Linked DNA regions of Dromaius novaehollandiae: region 2 is linked to region 1. Evidence: chromatin contacts called from public Hi-C data. All regions are on one chromosome and are shown on one strand. The core of a region is the stretch at or near the end of the contact, and the rest is flanking DNA. Distances in the headings are between cores, read along the strand shown. Region 1 holds the start of FLRT2 (fibronectin leucine rich transmembrane protein 2). Region 2 has its middle 640 kb from the start of SEL1L.

Region 1 (6,888 bases), core at 2,874-5,373:
CAGATCTGACTATTCCCTGCTAATGTAAGTCGTGCCTTTTTTTGCTCCCTGCCTGACACCCCAGGGAGATGTTTACAGTAATGAATTCAGTTGATAGCCATCTCTCTCTCTCTCTCCTGGAGTCCCTCCCACATTTCTAGTTTAAAGAATGCTTGGAAGGCAGGGCTGCAACCTAGAGCTTTCCAAGAGGCAAAGTCAGGCTAGGTTTTCTTTTGCTCTCCCCCCCCCCTTAACCCGTTGCTCCCTGAGGGCAGTTTAGCGAGCTCCGTCTCCCTGGACTCGCCCCCCGCGTCCCCGCTCGCGGCGAGGGGGCCTATGCGGGGCCGCGCCCGCGGCGGGGGCGTGCAGCCCCGGACACCCCCCCCCGGCGGGGGCGCGCAGCCCGGGACACCCCCCGCCCCCGCGGCGGGGGCGCGCAGCCCGGGTGACCCCCCCGCGGCGCCGCCGAGCCCCTCTGGCCGGGACTGCGCGAAGGGAGGGCGCGGGACTGCGACCGGGGCGCGCTCTCGCCGCCCTTCGCAGCGGGGCCACCTCGGCTCCGCTGCTCCGGGGGCTCTGGGGGGTGCCGGAAGGGAAGGCAGGCAGCGAGCTGAAAGAGCAGCAAGCCCCCGAGCTGCGCCCCGAGCCGGGAGATGCCCCCGCTAGCAGTAATTACAGCCGCGCTCTCCACCAACATGGCGTTATTTCATGTGCAGCCGCCGCCGAACCCGCCCCCTCCTCTCCTCCCTTCTTCTCTCCCTCTCCTTTTCCCCGGCGAACTTTTAGGTAGGCAGTAGCAGCACGGAATAAATGTAACAGGATAAAGGCAAGTCCAGCCCTCGGGGAAGAGATGGACCTCCTTTAATATTCCGTCTGATTTCTATGATCACTCAGAAAGACTAAAACTGCTGGAGAAACCACCTTTTCCCCCAAAGTGCTAACAACCTTCCCCCCGCCCCATACTAATGTCTCCTTCAGCACCTTTAGAGAGTGTGTGTGTGTCCGTGTGTGTGTGCGCGCCCGTGTTTGTGTGTGTGTGTGTGTGCGTGCGTGCGTGTCTGTGTGTGTGTGTGTGTGTGTGTGTGCGTGCGTGTCTGTGTGTGTGTGTGTGCGTGTGCGTGTGCGTGTGCGCGCGCGCGCGCCTGTGTGTGCGCATTCCAGGTTGTCTGCGCTTGTTTCGGGGTAACCCTTCCCCCGCCGCCCCGCTGCCTAGTAAGCTCCTGCCTTGTTCTGACAAGTCCAGGTAAAGACAGGACTATGTAATTCCGAGGAGCATTTGAGCGATAGGATAGAGTCGTCAAGGTAGGACGTGGGGTGTGCGAAGAGATGTGAAACTACCTAAAACTCCTCCATTATTAAAGAAAACGCACAATACGACTTTTGCTGCGAGTTACTTTAAGAGAGGGGATGGGGAGGGACGGAGGAGAGAAGAGGCGAGCTGATCAATGCCATGTGTCGAGGAACTAGAAGAGGCAGCAGAAACGCCTCGGGGTTTGCTTCCCCCTCACCCCTGGCTGCACACTAGCTTGGATTTTCTGCTCAGCCGTACCTCAAAAGCTGAATCACTCGCCATTGTCCCGCACCTCCTTCGCCACTCACTCGGGGAGGGCTAAGTTATCCCCGGCTTCAGAGGCTGGCTCGGCCGTGCCGGGGAGCTGGGCGCGCAGCCCGGGGCGGGGGTCAGCCCGGCGCCGTGCGTGCCCGGCGCGGGATCCTGCGGCCCGGCCGCCCCCCGCCCTCCGAGGGGCATAGGAGTGAGCCGGGTTATTCATAGCGCGCTCAGATGCCGAGCCGCGCCGTGCTGCCTGCCCGCTAGGAGAGGTTGCCCCAGCGCGGTGCCGCCCAGCTCCTCCGCCTACGCGGATGCGAGGGGCAATGGCGGGGGGCGCGGAGGGGGAGCGCAGGTAGCCTGGCATTTCTCGGGGGACTCGGCGAGACCCCCCGCTCCCCCCCATACCGGTGCCTCGTGGGGCCGGGGTCTGCTGCAGCACCCCGGGATGGAGGGGAGGCCGGTGCGCTCCGCACGACTCGGCCAGCTCGAGGGGGAGCGGGTCTGAACGGCGCCGGCCCGCGGAGGCAGCCGACCTGCCCGGCAGGGACGAGGCAGCTCTCAAGTGGAGTCTCTGCCCGCAGATCCCAGCTGGACCCCAGGAATGAAAGGAGCAGGAGCCCCGTAGGGGTCCAAAGGCGAATGAACAATCTCTTTCAAAGGTTGCTTTGGGTCCTCATTTTTAAGACCTGTCTTCTTTTGCTGTTCCTCTTTTTCTATTTTTTCTCCCTGCATACTTTTCAAAGCACCTCCCTGCACATGATTTATACCTCCTTCCCGAAGCTGATGGACAGCCGGTGCAATTTACCCTGACAAATTCCCCCTTCTAAACCTTCCTCATCCTCTCTCCACCCGTCCTTTCTTTCTCTGCGTTCCCGGTATTAGTATCCTGTCGATAACACATAAAACAAAGCAGATGTGGGCCGATCACAAACATTTCTGCCCCCCCCCGTCACGGAGTAAAGTGGGAACGCTAAAAAACTTCTGCAAGGCTGCAGGCTGCTGCCATGCCCCAGAGTCTCAGAGAGAGACTATCCCTCTCTGCCTCCGGCCCCCTACTCAGCCCGCACATCAAATTAGAGGAAGATACTCAGGACACACTTTGGTCAAATCAAGATCGTGTCAGTCGAAAAGTGACTTAACTAGCCATTACCTGCTTCCGCTGAGGTAGGTCCTTCTCGGAGATCACCCAAAGCCCACCGGGTCAGGCAGGTTGAAAGGGGAGAAGGTGGCAGAACCGCTGGGCTCCGGCATGGTATTGTTTTAAGGATCACCACCAAGGTCTCTTTTTTCCATAGCTGCCAATGCTAACCATCACCCAAGGTTGCTCTCAAGGCAAAGAGGAAGGAAATTTGCTTTCCAAGCTGCTGTCCAGCCGGTCATTTAGCCCTGGCACCCCACTGATGACACTGAAGAACGGCCGGCTCAAGTGGTTAAACGCCTGGTAATTTCCTTTCGGCCCTTCCCCTGGCGACTCCGGCGCAACGCCACAGCGCGATCTTATCGACGTGTGATCATTATTCACTGCTGACAACCAGAGATGCAGAGCTCCTAAGTGAGGGTGACAGATTTCAAACGTGTGGCTGCAGCGTACCGAGCCTTAGACATATTCTTCCTCAAACTTTGCCTAGCAAGCAAGTCAGCGGCTTAACCCTTTACAGGCCTTTCTGTCGCATGGGCACTGAGACCTCAGCCCGTGTGGGAGTGCTCATTTGAGAGCAATCACAACACACACAGTTGCTTGGCTGAGGACTTCTCATTACGTGCCAGTTTCTATTCTTGGTTATTTTCAATTGAAACAAATCAGAAGCATCAACTCTGGGGAGCAGTTGGAGAGCTGGATATTTCTCCTCGGTGGTTAGGGGCTGGAAAAATCCCCACAGCAAGGGAGATCTCTTGGGGACTTACCTGTGGTCCCTACTTTGTCAGAGTCTGGTATGCAAACTGTCATACACAGCACTCTAAAATCTCTCGCACATGCATACACAGAGCTTCTGCGCTTTCCTCAGCATGATGCAGCTGAAAGTACAGATCTGAAAGTGCTATTTCACTCAGACCTTCCGATTCAAGTCGTTTGCAGGTTATCAATAACAACAGAGAAAGGAGCAAGCCAGAAAGAAATGTATTGCCATGGGGAAAAAAAATGAAAGTCTTTTTCACAGATGCACTTTGTAGTCAAAGGAAATATTTACCACCAGCAAACTCCAGCATGTCAGAACATGTTTCCTCCGAAGCAGAAAAAAGTCTTAAAATGAGAAAGCAAGCATGTGCAATCCAAAGATGAAATGAAATGCACGAAACCTTTCCAAACTCAATACCACTGGCTTGGCGCCTGATGGAGAGACGACGCTGTCAGCACTTGTAACACGAAGATGTAGGCATTAGCGAACTCCGTTGGTTTTCTATTATTCATTTATAAATATTTTTTTCAGTAAATTATGCTGTTTCTGCTCCCTTCTCTGCCTCCATAAAGAGGGGGGACCTCTAATTGCAGCTGAATGACAGTCGGAGCCTGGATGTGGGATGGTCTGCAGGGAGTTCCTTCCAGAGCCCCAGCCTTGCAATGGTCACACAGCAGAAAGGACACAGAGGCAGGCTGGTGCGCACGAAGGGGATCTGATTTCTCTCTTCATTAAAGGTATAAGATAAGACCGGACAAAGACAGAGAAGAATCATGTAATAAGCAAATGGTCAGAAAACATTACTTGCTTCCCCCCCGACATTTCTAAGTTTCGAAAAGGCAGACAAACCTCCTCTGAGAAATACCTCCTCTCCCCCTTCCCCCCCCAAAGAGCCTTTATTCTTGTCCTGTTTATAATAACTGATGACATAAGTGGAGAGGGTGATTAGGCTTGATCGATTCAGGTTACACAGTCAGGACTACCGTTTCCACTGTCCCGCTTGCGTGCAAAGTGGCAACCTCGTAAACTGGAAGCCCCCGCAGCTGGCTGCGCGCGGAGCCCGCGGCGGGCGGAGGGACGGGCGGCTGCCTGCACGTCCTCGCGCTCGGCCAAGGGGGCAGCAGAGCCCAGCGCTCCGCTCCGCCGCCCGGCAGCGCCGCAGCCGCGCTGCCGCCTGCCCGAGGGCTGCTAGCACAACTGCCTGGCAAAACTTCCCCCATTTTCTCCCTCCACCACGTTGTGTTTAAGCTGCTCCCCCCCTTCAATTATTAATCTTGGCTATAGTCTGATTACTTGTAGTTTAAACATTTTTTCTCTACTATAAATGTGTGGAGCGTTTTTTTTAACAAACTGCTTTGCATGGTTGAAAGCCCGTAAACTGAAAGGAGAATATAGAAATATATTCTCTTTAAATTGTCTGTGATCATACAAGATGGCTAGCCTGGAGTGATGGTCCAGTGATCCATAATACAACCTCAATTATTGTAAGAGAATGTGAAATAGTATAACATTAAAAAAATCACAAAAATAAAAGCGACCTTTCATCACAAATGTCTTTTTTTCAGCTGTATTGTTAGAACGATATATGCAGCTTGCAAGAGACAGGGTAGAAGGAGCTAGAAGTATTTCTGTAACTGGAAGGCTGGTCTAAAGCATACTGAATAATTTCTATTTGTGTCAACAGACTTTGGATTAGGCCTTAAATTCACACAGTAGACAGAATGAAAAATTACAATATGAATTCTTCACCAAATTTTTGGTAAAATTGGGAAGGGAAGGGAAGGGAAGGGAAGGGAAGGGGAAGGATAGGGACAAGGAACTTTAGAAAATCTTGATCTTAGATTGATTTTGTCTAGCTTATTTCCTGGCTGTATTTAACGGACACAAAAGCATATGTGATGACAGACCAATAGTTTTTCAGTCATGATTATATTCTATTTTGAATTCTAGAAAAGATGAAGAGTTAAATGTGTTCTATGGCAACTTAAAACAAATGAATTACTTTGACTAGAACTACACTAGACTAGGGAAAAAACCCACACTCAACATATTTTCTCTGAGCTCTCACTTCTATTGTGAGCTTAAAATGTAAATACCATATTGGTTCTGCAACCAAGACTTCAATACAATTTGTGATATGACTCTCAAATGGTAAATTTCTACGATTTTGGAGTGCAGGGATTGGATTTTATTTCTAAATAAAATTAAACAGTAACAAAACAAAAATACGTCATCAGCCTGTCCTCATTTTTGAGTGTCTCACCAACTCTTCTTTCCCTCCTCCTTTCCCCTCAGCCGACAACGCCTTCTGGTTTTTGACTTGTATGTGTTTTTAGGTACCACCTTGTAATAGTATGCATAGTGCCTTGGGGTGCTGCACTTCATAGCCTTGACCTAGTAGAGGCTCTCCTTTCTTTACTCCAAGGGATTTCTGCATTTAGCTTTTGACGGTATCATGACAAACTGTTTCTAAGAGTTGCCTTTGGCCATCCTTCACAGATGTGTCCCAGGAGACAGAGGAACCTGGGAGTCTTGTAGATCTCTTTTTGTCTTTAAGCCTGAGGAGGATATTTCAAAGTTTTCTGTTTGCAACCTCTTTGTCAAGTTGATTTCCAGTGAAACCAGGAAATAAGCTGGTCAAAATTTGCTGAAAAATCTCACTTTTCCTTTCCTTATGAACACCTTAGAGACTCTTGTCAAATATGGTTCAAATCACAAATAGAGCCATCTAGATGCCATCTGATGGCAGACACTTTGGAAACAGATAAACAGGTAAGTCAGGAAGTCTTGACTATAACATTTTATTGTACTTTAAAAGCAAAAAAAACACCCCTCTTTCTGACCATGCTTTGTGACCAAAGTAAACTATGACAAATCATGTTGCATGTTGTGCTTTCTCATTGCAAATAAAGAGATCGTAGAGAAGAGAAAAATTCTACAGATAAATTGTCAGTTGCTCATCTTAATTTTTATGCTGAAAACAGCTGCACATATACAGAATAATCCAGCCAACAATTAATTGCATCTGATCAAATTTAGGTCATTTAAATGGCTAAATCATAAGGGGCATATGAATGTGGTGGTAATTTAACATTGCTATGCGTTGGCTGTTTTTTCATGTATGCAAAATATGAGGCAAAAAATGGAAGGACAAGAAAAGCATTTGGCTGAAATCAACACACCTGAGAAAAAAAGAAAGCTTATTTATTATTGCCTAACTGCTCACCACAGTGGGACTGGAAAGCGTAAGTAAAACTTTGTGAATAGCATAAAAATGATCCAGGTAAGTTGTTTCTTTAACAGACTCTAAACAAAATCATTAAGGTCCTTTTCACCATCACAGCCAGACTTTGAAATAAAGGAAAATTTTCCATCCCTGGTTCTGTGACTGAACCTTTACCCTTTTGGAAAACAATCTACACACTTCGATCAGACACATACTCTGGCTGCACTATATAG
Region 2 (6,888 bases), core at 1,992-4,491, 900 kb after region 1:
GCAATTTTTCTCAAGGATTCTATTTCATTTATGTAGAAACATGTATTGTTTAGCATTTTATATGCTTTATCTATCAGTATGTTTACAGCGCAATCATTAGAGTTATAACTGTATTAGATATATTTTGTGTGTTACTTATGAAATAAAATGCAGGTTCTTGCAGCAATCATTGAAAGACTGAGTGGCTTAACCAACTTCAAAACATAGCCTCTCTGCAAGTTGTAGTGCCTTTGAACACACAATGTGCTGGTTACAGTTTCCTCTGCAATGTCAGTCCTTCCCCTGAAAAGAATGGGAGACAAACAATGGGAGGCATTTACTCTGTCACTTCAGGCAAAGGACCAGCTCTGTGAATGCTAGTTTCTCCTGAGAAAATGCATCCCTCCAAACCTCCTGTTGAAGAAATCTAGGGCCTACCCTTCCTGTCACTGACATCAGAGTAAACCATGAGTCACCAGAGAAGCTTGCAGTTTGCAGTTTGCAGAGAGCAAACAGTCCCCCAGTCCCTTATTCTAGTCTCATTTTGACAGGTTTTACATTGGTGAGTGCAACCACCAAGTGCAATGAACTTGGTCCTAATTTCCATTCATGTTACTGAGATCCCCATCTTGCCTTTAGAGTAATGTGTCAAAATAATGTATCTCCCCTAGCTAACAGAGATAGCCTTGTGAATAGGAAAGACAAAGTTGCTATACTGTCAAACTATTTAGTCTCTGTCTCTCTTTTTTTTTGGTTGGGTCAACTCCGCATTTGTAATGCAGTCATCTCCTCAACACCCTAGTGCTTTCTCTGCAAATACAGACAAAAACTAGCAGGTCAGTAATGGAGAAATGCTCATCTGAGTGAAGAATGACAACCTTATCAAGCTCTTAAAAGTCCTATCTGATCCATTCAAATACAGTCTCTGCATTGGAAATAGCATCCAGGTGCCTAAAGAGAGGAAGGCCTGAAACTGCCAAACCATTTACTGCAGTAAAAATAAGTGAAAAACAAAACTAAACACAGTTGCTTGCTAAATTTAGCTGAGTCTAAATGCAGCTGGGTTGTGAATAAAGGCCAGAAGTGGCAAGGGGAATGGGAGCAACTGTATCACCTCCCACTGAGAATGCAATTAATGGAGGCAGCTGCAGTACAAAACTAAAACAAAACTAAAAATCTACACTGCTTCCAGTGTGATGCCCTCTGAGAAAACTTCTCTCTGGATTCTACACTACTTTTTTTGTTCTTAAAATAGATTCTTCTCCATACTGCATGTAATTACATATAGAAACAATAACTAAGACCATGCTGGGTTCTTCTGTTTTCAGGTCAGGAGGATGTTTACTCAAAGTTGGACAACAGCAGACACCTTTCTGTGCCTCAGCTTCCTTCAAGATGTAAATACAGAGAGATACCCACGTTCTCCCTCTGTTATATTCATGAAAATGTGAATGCAGGAGAATCTTTATCTGACAGAGGTCACAATCTCACTGTGGTTAATGATGACTTTGCCGTATTAGATCTAAAGTACTGTACAAAGTACACACATGTTTCATAAAAGACAATGTACATACAGGATGCTGTTGTCTTCTCTCCCAACTTGCTGTTAGCAGCAGTGAACTGCTCAAGTTTTAGGTTAGACTCTGTAGACAGATTAATTTCACAAAAATATAAAAGCTGTGTTTTTTTTAAACTCACCAAAAAGGAAAATAAAGCAAAATCATAGGATGTAGAAATCTAACTTACTTACATTTTTCAAAAGATTTTATATACTTAAATGACATTTTTAAAAAAGATCATTCTGCTCTGTACATAAAATGCTGTTATTTTAGGAAGCAATAGCTTGTCAGGTACATATGCTGCTGCATTCTTTTTGCCTCCTGTAGCATATTAAGAGTAAAATCAAGAGTAAGCCCTTTCTTAAAAGCAAATGAAACAAGTAGCAGCAAGGTTAGCTTCCAGGTAGCCTACAAGGCAAAATTGCAAAACTGATATGCTACTGAATCAGAAGAGAAAGCAAGGTACTGCAGAAGTGCAGCTCACTAACTTAATTGTGTAAACTCAGTGTCATGGGTAACACAGAAGCAAAAAACATGAAAACAAAGAGATAAAGTACATCTATACTGTATCACAGTTATTTTAAAAATCATCATATAGAAGAGGGAGTTTAGGTTGTTTCTTTAAAGAAATACACAAACGTACGCACATATATATGCATCTCTGTGTGTAGAAAGAAACACACAAACATTCACAAGTATATATGTATCTCTGTGCATGTGCAAAGAAAGAACAAAGGAACAGGAAGAAGGCTTGTGATTCTGCGGTGTTGTGCCCGGAGGTATGAAACCCAAACTGTCTGGCTGTGAGTCACAAGCCCAGCACCGCTAGCGGGGATGCTCCCGCAGCAGGAAGCTGCCAGTGCTGCCTTCCTTGCTGGATATGGCTCTGAAGAGCTGCAGCATGCTGTGCAGCAGTGAGGATGGAGCCTGCGCCTGCCACAGACCTGCTGTAAACCAGCTGGAGTTTCACTGAGATGTCTTTACCCTAACTTATTGTTGAGCATTGTAGGTCATTCAAAGCAGAAAAGGGGAAAAAGAAGGGGCTGGAAAGGAAAATGGGAAAAGCTAGTGATTTTCTGTGTTTCATGTATATTTTTCACATAGGCATGAATACTTCAAATGAGTGAGAAAGGGACATTCATAGTCTATCAAGGGAAGTGCAGTGCAAGATAAGTGTAGCATGTGTTATTATTGATGCAGAAAACCTGTCATCTATTGGGGGAGTTATCCACAACATTGTTTGTGGGTATAGTTCAATCAATAAATACCTGAATTAATCTTCCTGTTGCAGTCATGTTATACTGCTTGATAGTCTTCTCCAGATGTCCTACTACCTTTCTAGGCCATGATAGATTGGCCCATCTCATGTTCTAGTCTGCATTGCACTGATCTTGCCTCCTACCGTAATATTCCCACCTCCTCCCCCCACCACAAAGCCATTTCCCTTTGGCTTTCACGGAAGTCATTCATTGTATCAGCAGCTCCCTTTTAATCAGAGCACTGCTTCCATCTGAACTAGCTGGTTAAATGACTGAGGGTCCATTAAGTGAATTATTTCAAGCTCTCTCCCCTTTCACAAATCTGCCCCTAAAGCAACACAGCAAGTAATAAATTTGAAGCGCCTCTCAGTACGGTGAGAGAAGCAGACTGCACTTTACAACTAGCAATTAGCCTTAGGGCTTCAGGTATTTTTCTTTTCTCACTGCAACTGAACTTTCAGGAAGTGCTGGGAAAACAGTTTGAAAAAAAGGAAAATACAGCCTTGTCCAGAATGCCCTGTTCTGTGCCTGACTCTGCTAGCTTGTCGTTATTCTCTATCCCCTGATTTATGGCATCCTAACATAAGGTAATATTCAGTAACATTTCCTATTGCCTCATTAATGGAGCATTCTGGGAAATTATGGTCCAACAAGAGCAACTATCAGATACCCTCATTGCCATCTCCACAAACCTGTTATCTTTTTCTGCCCACTGAGAGTCATGTAGAGCTATGGAAAATACAGGAGGTGCATAGGACAGGGATGTACAAAGTGCATTTTGAGAACTAAATTACCTTGTAATTTTATCATAATAAATGATAGGGTTTCTGTGTTATGGCTATGCAGCATAGTGATGGCAGTCAGAACAACCCTAGAAGTGTGTGATGTAAAATCTTCTTTAGCTGTATCATGTCCTGTAGTTAAGCCGTCTGGTCTCAAACAGTAGGATTCAGACAGAATCACAGACCAGTTTCTTACCTATTTAATAGTTACATGCTGTGAGCAAAATTTAGATTACTACACTAGCTTCTTTCTCTTTAGCTCAGCATTCTAATTTGTCACTTTTTTCCCATTTTCTTCTTTTTTTACCAGAATTTATTTATTTTGTAGTTTTTATTATCCAACCTTTATTATGTCAACCTTCTATCAACCTTCTCCCTCTCCCTTCCCACTTTTTCTTTTCTTTTCTCCTCCACCCCAGGATTATGCAGGTGAGAAGAATTGCATTATCTCTCTTTTGGCTACATCCCGCTTCATCCTTCTCTGTTTCTTTTTCCAGCTCAATTCATATGCTTTGTGATACAGCTTTTATCAGCCTCACACGTACTGTTGCTATTGCTTGTTCCCAATCATCTGTTTATATGTCATCAAGTACAGCATGTGCCCTTGGCAGAACATCTGCAATTACTAGACAGTTTCTCATCTAAAAACGTAGGGTGTTACCAACACTGATATAATTGAACTGAGCTATACCTATGGACTGTGATTAGGTCTTTCCTCTGTGACAGAGACTATAAGGAACAACAAGAAGCATGGCCCTGTACAGTATGCTGAAGGAATAGGTGATGATTTCTTAGCAAGGCTTAACCGAGTGTAGACCGGACTTAATGTGTTATAGCCATTTAGCTTTGCTGTCACTAGAGAAAAAGTTGCCCACATAAATGAGAGGGAGAGGAGTTTGACTGGGCATTGTGGTTGGTAGTTTGTTGTGGAAGAAAGGACACTTAAGAAAAGTGAGTGCTACTTTAAGTGTTATTTTTCTCAGTTGTCAGTGATTTACTTTTTGCCCATGATTTACTTTGAGAGATATTGTTCGGATGACTTTCAATCTCAAATTAAGTTATTGTTAATGCAATACACAAATGCTTCCCTACTTACACTGGAAGTTGCTAGCAATGATCACTGCTATTTAGAAATGGAACTATTAACTACTGGCATCCTTTTCAGGTTATTACTTACCACAGAGTGGGTAGTAGGATTGAGTAATTTGTGAACACCTCTTAGCCAAGAGCTGTAGATACCATGCTGTTTTACATACAATAAAGATAGAAATAGCAGCTGTGTAAAGACAGTCCAGTTCAGTACAAGGTGCTCAGCACCAAAGCAGCGTCAGGGTTCAGACATAGCATTTTCCTGTTAAAAGGTTTTCTCAAGTCACCCTTGCAACTGAAAGAGATTAGCAGACCAACATGTGGCCAGAAACATTTCGAGCTTTGAGATGCTATTGGCCAACAACACAGACTCAGGTAGGTTGGAGCTGTCATTGTGAGTTTCAGTGCATGTAGGAATAGTTCATACGTAATTATATGTATACATACTTACAATGGGTGAATCACTGCTTTGACTAAGTAAGCTGACTGTGCTGAAGTCCTTGGGTTTGACAGTAAAGCACATGTGTTTCATATAGTTTTGCCCTTCTGAACATTTGTTTTAAGAACTGAAAAGAATCATAAGACAGAAGTGGTAGCTCTGAGGCAACTTTTGAGACAAAGCATTGTATTTTGTTTCATCAGCTGTCACTTCAGACATTTCTGAAGGAGCTTCCCCACCATCTGCCCTATCAGGGGTTCATTTAAATTGGGGAATTCCTAGAGAATACTTGTTGTGACTGTCACTACAACTCTGTGTTTCACCCGGGAGAATATGATTCAAAAATACCAGATAATGCAGAGCTATTAGAGGGCCTTCATTTGTGTGACAGAGGAGTTGAGCTGGGAGAAAAGAGGCAACGGATTGCTCACGGAACTACAATGAGGAATTGTTTCACTTCATTTTTGAACTGTGTTTTGTCATCCCTGTTTGAGTGTAGCAGTGGCAGTGGGGCACACAAGAGGTGGTTTGAGAGTGTTATAATTTTGTGGTATGTTGATTCATAGGTCAGCTGATCTGCAGCAGACTTTTCTGAGATCTGCCCAGTTGCCAGTATTTATGATTTAGGCTGATCCAGCTTGCAGGTCTGCAGCAAGATTTCTTCCATTGCTATCTGGATAGAGGTTCTTCTTTTCTGATGCTTGCAGGTCTGAGAGAGAGCTCCCAGGTGGCTTTTAAGCTTTTACATCTCCCTGTCATTAATTGTAATTGATTAGCTTTCTTCTTCTGACACATTCCTGGTCAGCTCCACCACATCTTTCTTTCCTCTTATGCAATGACTTTTTCCCCTTATCTCTGTTAGAAATCACAAGTGGCAGGTGTGAGAGTAAAGAGTTTCCTCGATGAACTCAAGCTTTTCCATTACTACCTAAATCTCCTGACCTTTAAGAAACCTTGGTTTCTATATCTGTCTTTCCATCTCCTTTTTCGCTGACCTCCTGCTCCTTAGGACTCCAGTAGAGTTCAAGTATTTATCATCACCTACCCTCAGTCCTCTCTTCACTAGCTCCCTTTGCTTTCTGCATTCACAGTGGTTGCAAGTCTGTCTAGTTTTACTGCAGAGTTTCCAGTTGTTACCTCTGCCTGCAGTTTCGTTCTCCCCAAGGGGAGACACGTTTGTCCACCTCTATAGCTCTTATGCATATATTCATTTTTGTTTCTCAATAGTTGTATTTTCTGTTCTAGCATTCTTTTTGTTTGTTAATTTATTTTATTCATTTCTGACCAAGACAAAACATTTTATCAGCTCACATTTGTTCTTATCACTCATTCTCCTCCTCTTTTCACCCATTTGATGCTCCTCTCTCTTAGCAATTACAGATCTAACTTTATGCAAGAAACACTGAAGCACAGCACACTGGAAGGACTGCAGTTCACCACTGACTGCACAAACAAGACTGCTGCAGCTACATATGTATATATGTGTGTGTCTGTGTGTGTATATATGTATGTATGTATACATATATACATGTATATATATATGTACCCCTGACTACCTCAGCATCAGCAACTGTCTTCAGGGCAATGATTTGGTAATCTTCCAGTCACCCAATGTGTCATCTGAAAGGTAGCTCTATAGTCCTTTCCCTTCCTTGGTAGGAGGATATTTTTATTATTACTCAAAATTTCAATTTATAAATATCATAATGTTAGAGGAGCTGGCTTCTACTCAGGTTGCAGTCATTATCTTCCACTTACATAAAAGTACCACTTTGGATCCC

The links. A called contact is a pair of places that touch in the nucleus more often than the background predicts.
Region 2: a Hi-C map of liver shows a contact between it and region 1, with 5 times the contacts expected there. The contact joins the enhancer-like site here to the promoter of FLRT2 in region 1. A contact is called at or near these places in 2 of 4 Hi-C or Micro-C datasets (brain and liver).

What each region holds. Positions count from the first base shown.
Region 1 is chr5:22,173,951-22,180,838 of bDroNov1.hap1, forward strand. FLRT2 (fibronectin leucine rich transmembrane protein 2) reads right to left here and starts at 4,124. Exons shown (of 3, transcript XM_064512222.1): 1 at 2,682-4,124.
Region 2 is chr5:23,073,415-23,080,302 of bDroNov1.hap1, forward strand. No RefSeq gene overlaps it. Among named protein-coding and RNA genes, the nearest start is that of SEL1L, 640 kb to the right of the region's middle. Within about 2 kb of position 3,242, at least 2 of the 2 cell types and tissues checked have open chromatin away from gene starts, as enhancers often do.